Regions from separate parts of the Cricetulus griseus genome. Here region 1 is linked to region 2. A link is a contact called in public Hi-C data. All regions are on one chromosome and are shown on one strand. Each heading gives the region's core, a stretch centred on a gene start, on an enhancer-like site or on the middle of the called end of the contact. The rest is flanking DNA. Distances are from core to core; before and after follow the strand shown.

What was found. A called contact is a pair of places that touch in the nucleus more often than the background predicts.
Region 1: a contact with region 2 is called in a Hi-C map of the CHO-K1 cell line, with 2.6 times the contacts expected there. The contact joins the enhancer-like site here to the promoter of LOC100752419 in region 2. A contact is called at or near these places in 2 of 8 Hi-C or Micro-C datasets (the CHO-K1 cell line and fibroblasts).

Annotation. Positions count from the first base shown.
Region 1 is chr5:34,776,219-34,782,865 of CriGri-PICRH-1.0, reverse strand. No RefSeq gene overlaps it. Among named protein-coding and RNA genes, the nearest start is that of Tex35, 17 kb to the right of the region's middle. Within about 2 kb of position 4,930, at least 1 of the 6 cell types and tissues checked has open chromatin away from gene starts, as enhancers often do. A contact at or near this core is called in the CHO-K1 cell line, where this site is marked.
Region 2 is chr5:34,448,158-34,454,731 of CriGri-PICRH-1.0, reverse strand. It overlaps LOC100752419 (quinone oxidoreductase-like protein 2), which reads left to right and starts at 3,559. Exons shown (of 10, transcript XM_027417285.2): 1 at 3,559-3,675; 2 at 3,762-3,870. The coding sequence starts at 3,626.

The DNA of each region.
Region 1 (6,647 bases), core at 3,681-6,180, 330 kb before region 2:
TTTGGTCAGTGGAGTATCTTCAAAGTTCATAGACATTGTAGCATTCTCTTATCAGCTGACAGACATTGCAGTTGCTTCCATCTCTTTTTTTGTGAGAGCCTCCTTGGTCCTGTTGCCCTACCAAGACCTTGTGAGGCAACAGGTTTCCTACTCCCTGTGTGGCCCCAGAGTTTCGAAAAGATGTGGCAATGGGGGTTTGATGTTGGTACCCCCTGGGAGGTAGAGATTGCACAACTGTCTGCTTGCAGCACAAAATGCTGGGCTGGGGTCCAGTGTCAGGTGATGCTCTTGGGTGGTGGACCCCAGAGAGCCAGGCCTGCAGCTGTGACAGCCATGCTATTCCTTGGAATGGCCTCTTTCTGGTCTCATGCAGTGCACACACAGAATTACACAGAACCTGCTGTCACACCCTTTCGAACCTGCTTAGAGATTTAACCCTGATCTGTAAGCCCTGGACTGGCCAGCCATCTCCCCAACAAGGCCCTTGCATGGAAGAGAACAAGAGCCCACTGGCAGGTGCTCCTGTCCTGCTCCCCAAACTCATCCTCAGCACAAGCAGCCTGATATTGTCACTCCTCTTTAGTCCACTGTCTGGGGACTTAGCGACTTGAGATTAACCGAGCTTTTAAAATTGCATGAGTTCCTGGGATGGCTGGCATGAGCTGCTTTTGGATGGGACAGTGTCTGGGCTGGCCTCCTGTAGTGAGCTGAGAAGAGCCCCTCAGGGTATAAGGGTACAGACAGGGGTGCTGGAAGGAAAATTGAGAGTCTGGCTTCTATGCCAAGTAGGCAGGCTACACATACTGAGTTTTGGGGTAGCTCAACAGAGGTGAGTCCCAAGTTAGAGTTTATAGGGGAAATAGGAGGTTGCCAAAACAACTTTCTGTGGCCTAACATTAATATATATATTATTTATATTTATATATATATTTCATACATATATATATATATGAAAGAGAGAGAGAATTGAAATGCAACTTTTCTTTCTGTCTCCAACCCTGTGTATCCTGCCCCCTCCCTTCTCTCTCCACGTTTCCTCTTCTCCATGTTTCCCTATGACTTTTCATTCTAGAACTAAAAAAAGAGTTTTCTTTTCTCCCCATTAATTATTTAAAAGGATCCGAGAGGCCAGCCTTAGCCCCTAACTTCTGTAGCACCATTTTCTGAGGACATGCTGTTTAGCCCTGTGCCTGGCTCATGCAAATGCCGGTTAAGGCTACAAAGAGTTCGGTGCCGATCACTTTATAATTAGTTGCACGTACTGGGTTTGTGTGGGATTAATCTGTGAGTGAACACTAGTTTCCTATAGGCATGAGTCTGTGTCATAAGGCGTATTGAGACTCATAAAATTCCAAAGGTGAGACCAAGATGGGACCCGGGGTCTAAACTCCGGATTTGTTCAGTCCGTTTCATCCTGGCATCTTGGCTTCTGGAGAGCTCAGTGGGTAGAGAGACTGATGTGGCCCTGGCGCCCTCTGCTGGCGTGTTTTCCTGGTTTATTTTTTCCCCCCTTTCCCTCCTGCCTGGGAATACAAACACCTTTGCTTTTCCTGGGCTTGGCAAAAGTTAGGACTTAGGATTCCTGGTCTTACTATAAGCCCTTTCCTTTGTGGGTGTCAAGTCTGAAAGTGGTTTCTAATAAAAGTGAGCATCAGATGGGGCTTCTAGGAACCAATAACCCAAATGACAGTAGGTCAAAGAAAGTGACAAATAGAAATGGCTTCTGTGCCAGGCTCTGAGCTGTTTTTCTGATGTCATCTGGTCTTTCAAACGCCTTTGAGAGGCCTGCTCTGTTGTCCTCTAAGGGAACCGACGGAGTTTTTTTCCAAGGAGAAACACCCTACACAGACAGAGATGGCCCCTTCGTGGAGGCAGGGATGACCTTTTGTGACTAACAGAACGCTCCGGTTTTCCCCAAAGGCCCATGGACCAGCTGGACAGAAAGTCAAAGGATTCTCTGTCTGTGTTAGACCCTCGCCAGCAGATTGCTCCTGGATAGAGGGTACCCAGCACAGTCGCTGGGCAGGTGCTTGCTCTGTCTGAGGCCCCATCCATACAGCAGACATGGGCTTTGCAGCCATCGGGTCCAGTGCATGTGTCTACGACTCAAGGCTGAGACAGAGACAGAGATGACGATGAGTCCTTCTGACAAATGTTCAGACAGCGCTGTTGTTATCAGTCCTGAAGCAAATGTGAAGAAGAAATCGGAAATCAGAGTGGACAGGGTTCAAATCCCAAATCCCAGCTCAGCCACCTGACGCCTGATGTTAGGAGGGACTTTTTTTTTTTTTTTTTTTTTTTTTTTGCCTCTCTCTTGGTTCATTTTGATCTGTGTAAAATGATACAACAGTTTGAATGGCTTCACAGAATGGCAGTGATTCCATAGTGTTTTTTAAATAATAAAATGAAGTAATGTCAGTTGTCACAGGGGCACCCAGCCTGCCTGCTTGCCACACGACTCATGAATTGTGTTTACCCCCATCCCTGCTCCTGTCACTGCCACCCAAGTATAGGGGTGACAGTACCAACTTTGCTCTAAGAAGCTTGCCCTTGAGAGAAGACAGACACAAACACAGGGGCTATGCTTTCTGCAGGGTTGGTGACAAGCAAGCTGGGGCCAGCGGATAAGGCCTGAGGAGGCAAGGAAAGCAAGGAATTCTGGGAGTGAGAACTACTATTTACATACAAGAACAAGGTAATCCCCCCCCCCCCCAGAGAGCTCTGTGGCAGTGGAGGAGAGAGAAGGGCCTGAAGGAAGTGTGTGCATGGTACATTTGAAGAAATGCTAGGAGACCAGTGTGGCTAGAGCTGAAAAGGCAAAAGCAGCCCGGGGCTGGGAGTGGTGAAGATGGAGACCGGTGCATGGAGGCTTCAGGTTTTTCTCTAAGAGAAGGAAACACTGGGAAGTTCTGAGCTGAAGGGTGCCCTGAGCTAACAACATGGGAAAGGACAACTCCAGCTGGTTGTGACTAGATGTCAGATGTCTCTCTGACCCCAGGGAGAGAGGAAGCTGGCTGAAGCCATGGGAAGATGCCACTGTGACCAGCATCATACAAACATGGGTTTTAACACCAGAGGGCCATATTTTTTTAAAAAAGATTTTATTTATTTATTTTGTATACAGTCTTCTGCCTGCACGCCAGCAGAGGGCACCAGATCTCATTCAAGGTGGTTGTGAGCCACCACGTGACTGCAGGGAATTGAACTCAAGACCTCTGGAAGAACAGTCAGTGCTCTTAACTGCTGAGCCATCTCTCCAGCCTGAGAGCCATCTTTTTTTAAAAAAAGACTTTTATGTATGTGAGTGTTTTGCCTCTGTGTACACATATGCATCACATGTGTGCCTGGTGCCTGAGGAGGTCAGAAGAGATCAGATCCCCTGAAGCTGGAGTTACAGGTGATTGCCAGCCTCGATGTGGGTTCTGGGAATTGAATCTGGGTCCTCTACAAGAACAATAAGTGCTCTTAACTGCTGAACTGTCTCTCCAGCTCCTGGGGCCCATATGCTAATAGCTTAATACTATATCATTAATCATATATATAATCTTATATATATGAAACAGGATCTTACTATGTAGCCCTGTCTGGCAGGAATTCACTATGTAGACCAGGCTGGCCCTAAAGTCACACAAAGATCTGCCTGCCTCTCCTTTCTACTTCTTGCCTCATTAAACATAACACACACACACACACACACACACACACATACACACACACACACACACACATGTTTTTCAAGACAGGATTTCTCTGTGTATCTCTAACTGTCCTAGAACTTGCTCTGTAGACCAGGCTGGCCTCGAACTCAGAGATTCACCTGCCTCTGCCTCCCAAGTTCTGGGATTAAAGACATGCACCACCACTCCTGGCTAACAATATATAATTTTTAATATCAGTAGAGCATTCCAGTCTGTGATCATGCCATAATTTAGCAAACTGGTGTCCTCTTACATTGTTTTCAACTTTTTAAATTTTTTTTTATTAGTCCAAATTAGGAACAAGCTTGCTTCACATGTCAATTCCTTCTCCCTCTCCCTCCCTGTTTTCAACTTTTAAATATATAACTAACTCTGGGGAGCCTTCTAGTTAAATCTTAACACATATTTTAATTTTTGATATCTTTTACTGCATGTGATATTCTAAAATTGCCCTCAGAAAGACTGTATTAGAAACTCTCCCAGAGTTGCTCATCTCTGCTCAGTTAACACCCACAACCAGCAACACTGTGCTCACCACTTTTAAAATCTGATTGCAACAGAGATACTTTTCTATTTGGATGTCTTTATTTGTCCAATTGCTTTGTGTAAAACTTCTGACACAACAGTGAGGATAAGTATTCTTGGTTTGCTCCTCCTCTCAAAAGAGAAGTGTTAACATTTCCCTATTGGTTGTGACATTGGCTGTGGCTGTGGAGTTATACATTGCCTAATTGTTATATTGAGTTATATTGCTCAGAGCTTTTTTTTTTTGCATAAAAGATGTTGAATTTTGACAACTGCTTTTTCTACATCTATTCAGATTACCATCTAACTTTTGTCTTGCATTACATAGTGGTTGAACAACATTTATTGGCTTAAGTGTATTAAATCATCTTTGGTCTTTGAAATATTGGGGTGGGCTGCTGGAGGCTTTAGGGAAGGAACTCCTGAGGCCAGTTGGGGAAACTCTTAGACAGATAGTTGGGGTCCCCATATTCACTGAAATGGAGTGCAGTCAGCCCTGTTGGGACCGAGAGGGGTTGGTCTAGGCTGAGAATGTGGTGGTGGGTGTCTAAGCCCCTCCTTTCCCACATTGTGACACAAGAGGGGTTCCGGGCAGGTACTGTGTCAAGTCTGTAGCAGTGATGGAGAACAGATGACACATTTGGCCTCTTCCCCCTGGATGCCCAGCCCTCCTCTCCCTAACTGCTCCCAAATGACTCACCCTAAGTGATGCCTGAGTCAGGGCCTCCAGCAACAGCACCTGTTGTCTGTGGGTGGGCTCGGTGAGCCAGTTGTTCCTTCTCTGTTATCATTGTCACTGAGGTTATAGGCAAAAGATGCTGTCATAAGGGACCCCTCCTTATCTTCTGCAAGCCAGTGGCCATTCTCCATACCATGCTTGCGTTTTCATGTTGTTTCACACACAGCCAGCCTTGCTTCCCCAAACAGCCATAGATCATTTGTTTATTCTCCCACATTAAAGCAGACCAGAGTTCATTTTGTTGCAACCCTGACATAGCTGTGATTAGGCAAGGTGTTTGGAAGGTGAGACTGTGCATTGAAGGCCTTTGAGTGCAGGAAAGGCAGTGCTGGGCCACACTCCATCCTTACAGCAGCTTTTGCTTGTTCCTTTTGCTTTGTTTTAATTGAGTTCCCAGCTCTCATCTCTGCAGGCCAACTGAGTCAACTGTATCCTACTCCAAATTCCTAGGGAAAGAAACCCAACTGGACAACCGGCCTCAATATTCACCTGTCCATCATCTGGGTCCTAGGCTTGTCCAGGAGAGCAAGGGTGTGGAGCACAGGGAAGCAGGAAGTAGGCTGGAGAGATGTCCCCCAAGACCCTGGCTGCACAGAGCAGTACATAAGGCCCTATCTCAAAACCAAAACAGGCCGGGCGTTGGTGGTGCATGCCTTTAATCCCAGCACTCGGGAGGCAGAGGCAGGCGGATCTCTGTGAGTTCGAGGCCAGCCTGGTCTCCAGAGCGAGTGCCAGGATAGGCTCCAAAGCTACACAGAGAAACCCTGTCTTGAAAAAACAAAACAAAACAAAACAAAAAAAACCAAAAAAAACAAAAAAAACAAAACAAACAAACAAAAAAAAACCAAAAACCAAAAAACAAAACAAAAATCAAAACCAAAACAGGGGTAGGGGGAGTCCCATGGAACTTGGTTGCTTGTTTGCTATGAGAAAGACAGAAAATGCCAAGCCTAAAAGACTAAGTGGTAGCAATATCTTTGTAAATGCATACATTTGTCCACAATGTCAATGTAGCAGAAGTGGAGGGAAATCAATGAATTTTGTATAGTTTCTGTCTTCACTCACTTTAAACTCTTCTAGGAAAGTGTTTGGAGCTGCCAGAGGTAGAACATGGGGCTTGGAATGTTGTTCAGTGGAAGAACACTTTGTTCTTTTAAGTTTTTAAAATTTATGTGCCTTGGTGTGAAGGTGTCAGATTCCCCTGGAACTGGAGTTATAGATAATTGTGAGCTTCCATGTGGGTCCTGGGAATTGAGCTCAGGTCCTCTGGAAGAGCAGAAAAACATTTTCTTATATGTGAAAGCCTGGTTTTGATCCTCAGCAAAGTTGTATGTGCAGTCTCAGTCAGTTATGGAGACAACAAACAAACAAATGGGATGATACAGAGGAAAGACAGCTTCCTCCCTCGATTGCTTTGGGCTTTGCACTTTATTCATCTTCTCAGGGATCCTCAAACTAACCCATAGAGCTCTGACAGGAGTGCCAGGCCAGCTGCTCAGGGGGACTCGGCACTCTCTTACACTCCAGGTCTCCTGGATGGCTCATCCAGGGCACCAAGTTGACAGGCAGACAGATGGGCTAAAGGGAATCCTGCTGGGGACTAAGGTCCAGCGTTGGGCTAGGGATCCCCCTGTGCTCTGGCTGTCAGAAAACCAAGCAGGGACAATGACCTCTGTTGTGACTTT
Region 2 (6,574 bases), core at 2,310-4,809:
CTCCTACAGGACTCAACTTTTATTCTTTTCGTTTCTTCTTTCTGTCTTACTTCCAAATAAAACTAAATAACCAGGACAACCAGAAACAATAGCTAAAAGTAGACAGTAAGGTGTGGTGGCTAGATGTTTCTTTTGCTACCATGGTAACTACTATTAAATAGCCTGCCGCCCTTTTGACTGCACTCTGTAAATGTGAAACTTCTTTTACATATCAGTGCTCAGATCAGCTCTACCTAAAATACTTTCAACACCTTTCAAGACTCTTCTTAAATAGATGTCTACTAATTTCTTCAGATAGTTTTATAAATGTTGAATGTAGTACTGAAAGATTTCCTTATACTCATTGATCTTCATTGTCTCTGGGATTGGCAGAATTTTGTGAAAACAATAATAGAACATTTTTCTGGGGCTAGAGAGATATCTCAGTGAGTAAAAGTGCTTGTTGTATAAGCATGAAGACTAGAGTTTAATGCTAGAACCCTCCTAAAAAGCCCGGAGTGGTCAGTCATGTGTAGGTCTTTGGGAGGTGGAGACAGGAGGAGCAGGCCCCTCTGGGCCTTGCTTATCAGCTCCTCCAAGGCCAGTGAGAGACCCTGCCTTGAAGGAATAAGACAGAAAGTGAAAGATCAGCACACCCACCATCCTCCTCTGGCCTTTGCGTAAGTACAGGCATGTTCACCCTTATGCATACACAAACATACACCACACATACGTTCCTCCTCCTACATATTTGCACATGAAAAAATTTCTATCAAAAGCACTTACCTGAAAATAAAAGACTTAATACTTAAAGTTACTTCTAGTTATCTGGAAAATTAATACTGGATAACTGAACTCTCATTCAACAATTCATTAGATATATATCTATTAAATGTTTGTAAGTGTCAAGTATTATACAAATACTGTAAATATAAATAAGATTAAGAAATGGTTGCTAGGCCTGGTCTACAGAGTGATTTCCAGGACAGACTCCAAAGCAATACAGAGAAACCCTGTCTCCAAAAAAAGCAAAAAAAAAAAAAAAAAAAAATAATAATAATAAATAAAAAATAATGGTTGCTAGAGCTGGGTGGTGGTGTATACCTTTAATCCCAGCACTCTGGAGGTACCAATTGGATCTCTTGTGAATTTAAGGCCAGCCTGGTCTACAAAGCAATAACAATTAATACTCAGAGCAAACAATTCTGGTTATATCATATATCATAAATTTGAGATTTCTTGTTGTTGACTGTTTTCTGGTACTAAGATCATTTTGTGTGTGTGTATGTGTGTGTGTGTGTGTGTGTGTGTGTGTGTGTATGTGTGTGTGTGTGTGTGTGTCCTGTGCTTAGAACCAAACCTAGGGCCTCACAGGCTAGGTTGGCGCTCTATACTACTAACCTAAGAATGGCCATTTGGTAGTGACATTGTATTTCTCCATAAATCTGGGTTCTTTCTTTTTTAAAGTTGCTGAGGATTGAACCCAGCATGCTAGGCAAGCACTGCGGCACTGAGCTCCAGCTCCTGCTCCTGGTTCCATCAATATTCGTAATGATTAGCAGTTTACAGAGTGCTTTCATGTCTGCCTTGTTGGAAACACAGGTTTTTAAAAAATCTTTTCACATTCTAGACATTCTGTTGTGTGTGAAGCTAAAAATTCCCAGTGGATGCTATTATAATGACAGTGTCCTCTACTGTACACCTGAAGTGGTTATTTGGTATTGGGTTCCTCAACCATCAAAGCCTTTAGAGCATAATTTCAGAAATGCATTCTTACTTCATTTTTGCTTTTATTTGTGTGTGTGTGGGGGGAGGTTGAGACAGGGATTTTCTGTGTAGCACTGGCTGTTCTAGAACTCACTTTGTAAACCAGGCTGGGCTTGAACTCACAGAGGTCTGCCTGCCTCTGCCTCACAAGTGCTGGGACTAAAGGCGTTCAACACCTCTGCCCGGCTCTGTAAAACTTTTGCTTTACAGTTTCCCTTCATTTAACTGCTGTCCATTCATGTTCAATGCCTTCTTTTTATGGAAGAGTTAATTGAGGGTGAAAACCATTAAGGAGGTGGTCAAAGAGTTGTTACTACAGGGTTTCATAAAACACTGTGCTGTCATTAAATGCTATTTATCCAATGATACAATCTCCCCAGAATATCACATACCTCTCATCTATTGCTGGCATATATTTGGTTGCTGTTGTAAGTACATATGACCAGTTTATTTTTAATATGTAATATATATTTTATATGTAATGCAACAATTTATTTGATTATATATTTAATGATAACATCAAATAAAATTATTAATATACATACCATTTATTGTGTGTGTGTATACTTATATCATTAAGGCCAGCCTTTGGAGTTCAGAGGACAATTTTTGGGTGTAAGTTCTCTCCTTCCACCATGTGGGTTCTGGGGATTGAATTCATCTGTCAAGCTTTTAATGAGCACCTTTACCCATTCGGCCATCTTGCCAACTCCTAACTAGTTTTATATACAATCTCACATATACAATAATGCTGCTTTTAGTTCTTCCAGGGTGTACCTATGCACCTAGGGATTATGTGGTCACTAAATCACATTTACTAAATGTTAAACCTAATATAGACAGGCCTTTGGTACATGAAAACCATTAAGTTTTGGCCTTCTTCATTAGTTAGTATTTTGAGACACAATTCAGCTATGTAGCCTTGGCTATGCAGACCAGGCTGGCCTCAAATTTATAGAGATTCACCTATCTCTGTCTTCTGAGTGATGGGATTAAAAGCGTTTGCCACCATGTAAGCTTATTTTTATTTTTACTTGAGACAGGGTCTCATTATGTTTGGTTTTCTTGCCTCTGTCTCCTGGGTCCTGGGATTACAGGAGTGTGCCCAGCTGGCTTGTCTCTAATTGGACATTCTCTTTGGATTTGCTTAGTTTCAGCTAACACCAGATCATTAGTAACGGTATAGTTTTATCATAATTAATCCGGTGTGAGAAAATTAGTAGCAGGGACACTAGCAAGGTGTTCGAATGCAGACATCAAAGGACTCACCTATGCATTTAGAACTTCTTCCTTACAAAGAACCCAGAACTACTGCTGAAATGTCACTCAAACGGATTTTGTTGTTTTGTTTCTCAAGACAAGGTTTCTCTGTGGAGTCCTGGCTGTCCTGGAACTCACTGTATAGACCAGGCTGGCCTCCAATTCAGAGTGCTGGGATTAAAGGCTTGCGCCAACATGGTCAGGGGCCAAAAACGAATTTAACAGTCTCCCAGGCACATGCAGCTGTAGTCCCAGCACCCAGGAAACAGGCAGGAAGATCACATGTTCTAGGCCAGCCTGCTCAAAACTGTGAGTTCCAGGCCAGCGAGAGCTACATCGTGAGACCCTCTCTCAACAAAAAGGTTAACCTGGGGTAATCGAGTCATTTTTCTTTATGCTCCCTATTTGCTCTCCAGCACCGAGTCCGGGCTTCAGGGCTGTGCGCCCCGTGTTCTAGCCTTAGGAGCAAGGTGGGGCTAACAGCCCCTGGCTGGGACATCTGAGCTCCGCCCGCTGGGTCGGCGGGTCGCCCGGGGCGCGTCTTCGGACGCCTTTCCGCTCTCCCCACGGGCTCTTCCTGCCACGAGCTGGCCACGCCCCTCGCGACATTCTGCTGGTCATGGCGGCGCGGCTGTGTGCACGGCACCTCCCTCTGGCATGGCTGTGCAGGTGCAAGCCCGACTCTTCCCCAGAACCCCCCAGTACCGGCCCCTGGATACGCCAGAGAAAACCAATCCCCTTTTCCTTCGTTGCAGGCGAGCCGCGCAGAGCCAGGGCCGGCACTACCGCGCCGCACTCTGCGCCGAGTTGAAACATCCCCTGATCATTGAAGAGATGGCTTCCTCCCCTCTCGGGCCACACGAGGTAGGGTGACAGGCCTGACCTCCGGATGCCTCCACGTATGGTTCAAAACCTCCGTCTATCTCGGCCACGCACTAGAATGGCATCCCGCCGCAGTCAAGATTCTAGTTCCCAAGCATAGGGGGTGACCCGGAGGCTGGAGCGCACTCACTCTGGGCTGGAGGGTCAAGCCCTTTCAAGGTTCACAGAAAGGCCAGAAGTGTCAAGGAAGCCGTCTCCCAGAACTCAAGTATAGGCCCCCTTTCTAAAGCTCCAGAGCAGTTGCCTTAGAAACAGCATCTGATTTACACACGACTTTACATAACAATACAGATAAAGGACCCTTATGCTTTGCTTAGCCCCTCTTCAGTGTCAGCGTCAAATTATCCGCCCGCCCTTCTCTCCCAAACCCCTATCTGTCTCAGTGAATACATGCCTGGGCCCCTCTGACGTCCTACAGTAATTTGGAATGGGATTCTTTCCCTGTTGTGGCTCTTACCCAGATATGTGAAAGTCACCTTGGCTTTGCTTAGTGACCACTATGGTGACAGTATGTGACAAATACATAGTGCAGAATGCAGAACTTGAAACAGGGTGGAGTAGGCAAACGTCTTCACGTTAGGAATCGCTGATGGGAGACAGAAATGCAGCTGCAGCCCTAAAGGTCACCAGAATGGAGCTTGTGGTTAAAATGGATTATTTGGAAGAACATGTGATAGCGGCCACTCTGCTTCTCCGGATTCATGTGCCCAGAGCTCATCTTGAATCATTCCTTTCTGAGGGAATCGGTGCTTTTTTTTTTAACACACCATGTAATCCAGGCTGACCTTGAACTGGTGATCTTCTTGCATCAGCCTCCAGAATGCAGAAATGCTTTACCATTCTTGGCTAAATTATTCTTAAAACCAAAATGGAGTGCCTTGAGGACATGTGAGTGCTGTCCACTGGTCAATAACCACTACTCCGGTTTTTCAAGGCTAAGAGGGCTGGGCAGGAGCTGTTTTGTTTTGTAAGGAGTTAGCTTGTGAGAGCTGTCTTCATTCACCATTAACTCCCTCCAGTTTGGAATAGACCCTGGCATGTGGCACCTGCCTAAAGAATTGAGAAATGCTGTGGGCAGTGTTGGCACACTTGGGAGGCAGAGGCAGGCGGAGCTCTGTGAGTTGGAGTTCAGCCTGGTCTAATGAATAAATTCCAGGACAGCCAAGGCTGTGCAGAGAAACTCTGTCTCTGGAAAACAAAAAAGAATTAAAAAATGGATGATTTTTGTAGATGAAAAATGGCTTCTAACCACCCTGCCACCTCTATGATGCATTTAAACAAGTATATATCATTCGTTTGGAATTGGGACTGGCATCTTCAGGGATTCCAAACCCTGCTGGCATGTGTTCTCCGGTGAGCACCAGAGTCATCTGGGCCTGTTCAGACAGATTGCTGAGCCTTGACTTCATGTGTCTGATTCAGCATGGGGTGTGGCCCGAAAGTTTGAAGTCTCTTTCTTTCTTCCTTTCTTTCTTTCTTTCTTTCTTTCTTTCTTTCTTTCTTTCTTTCTTTCTTTCTTTCTTTCTTTTTCTTTTTTTAAGACAGAGTCTCACTATGTATCTCTGGCTAGTCTGGAACTCACTATGAGTTGAGATCAGGCTGGCCTAGAATTCACAGAGATCTGCCTCGCTTTGTCTTCTCCATGCTGTCATTAAAGGCAGAAACCTGATGAAGTTTGAGTTTCTAAGAAATTCCCAGGGGATGCCAAGGATGGTCAGCACTAACCACTTTTTGAGACTCACTGGCTCCTCTAAAGGTCTAGGGCAGTGGTTCTCAACGTGTGAGTTGAGATCCCTTTGGGCATCGAACTACCTTTTCACAGGGGTCACATATCAGATATTCTGCATATCATATATTTACATTACAATTCATAACAGTAGCAAAATTACAGTTATGTAGTAGCAATGAAACAGTTCTGTGGTTGGGGGTTATCACAACATGAGGAACTGCATTAAAGGGTCACAGCATTAGAACGTTGAGAACCATTGGTTTAGAGATACTACTGGCCATGTGGTTGCAGTTCTGCCTCAGTGATGGCTTTGCCAAGAGCATAGAAGACAGGACTCTAGGATGTCCTCCTCATGTTCCTACCATAGTTGTCTATACTTAGACCCTCAGTGGCATCCTGTTATATCTAGTATGAAGTTCGAAGTCCTAAGTTCATCCCTAAAATCTTGGTGTAGTCTTGTGTTCTCACTCTCTTGCTCCCTTGTCTCTTTCTCCTCTTTATGTTCTAGGCTCACTGGTTTTTCTTTTGTCTCTGTTACAGGGCTTTTGCACATGACATTGCTTTTATCTGTGCCAAGCTTTCACCTCCTAGTCTGAATCATTAACTCTTTGCTTTTAGTAGCTCAAGAACTACATCCCTAGTTTTTCTTGATGTTCTTCAAAAGGGTCACATGACCTCATTATGTGCTTTCTCCTATCTTTAATACTGTATGTTGAACTATAAAGCAACACATATGAGCCAGGTATGGTGGTTCAGGTTTATAATCCGGGAAGATTTCAAGTTTGATTGTGATTCTGACTGAACAGCAGAAGCACATTCGGCTTCATTAGCTTCATTATTATTTAGTTGGTGCCTTCTCTTCTATACTTGCAGGTCCACAGAGGCTGAAACTTTGTCCATTTTGCCTTAAGATACTCTGACTCCTTGTTCAGTACCTGGCATATGGTTGTCATTCAT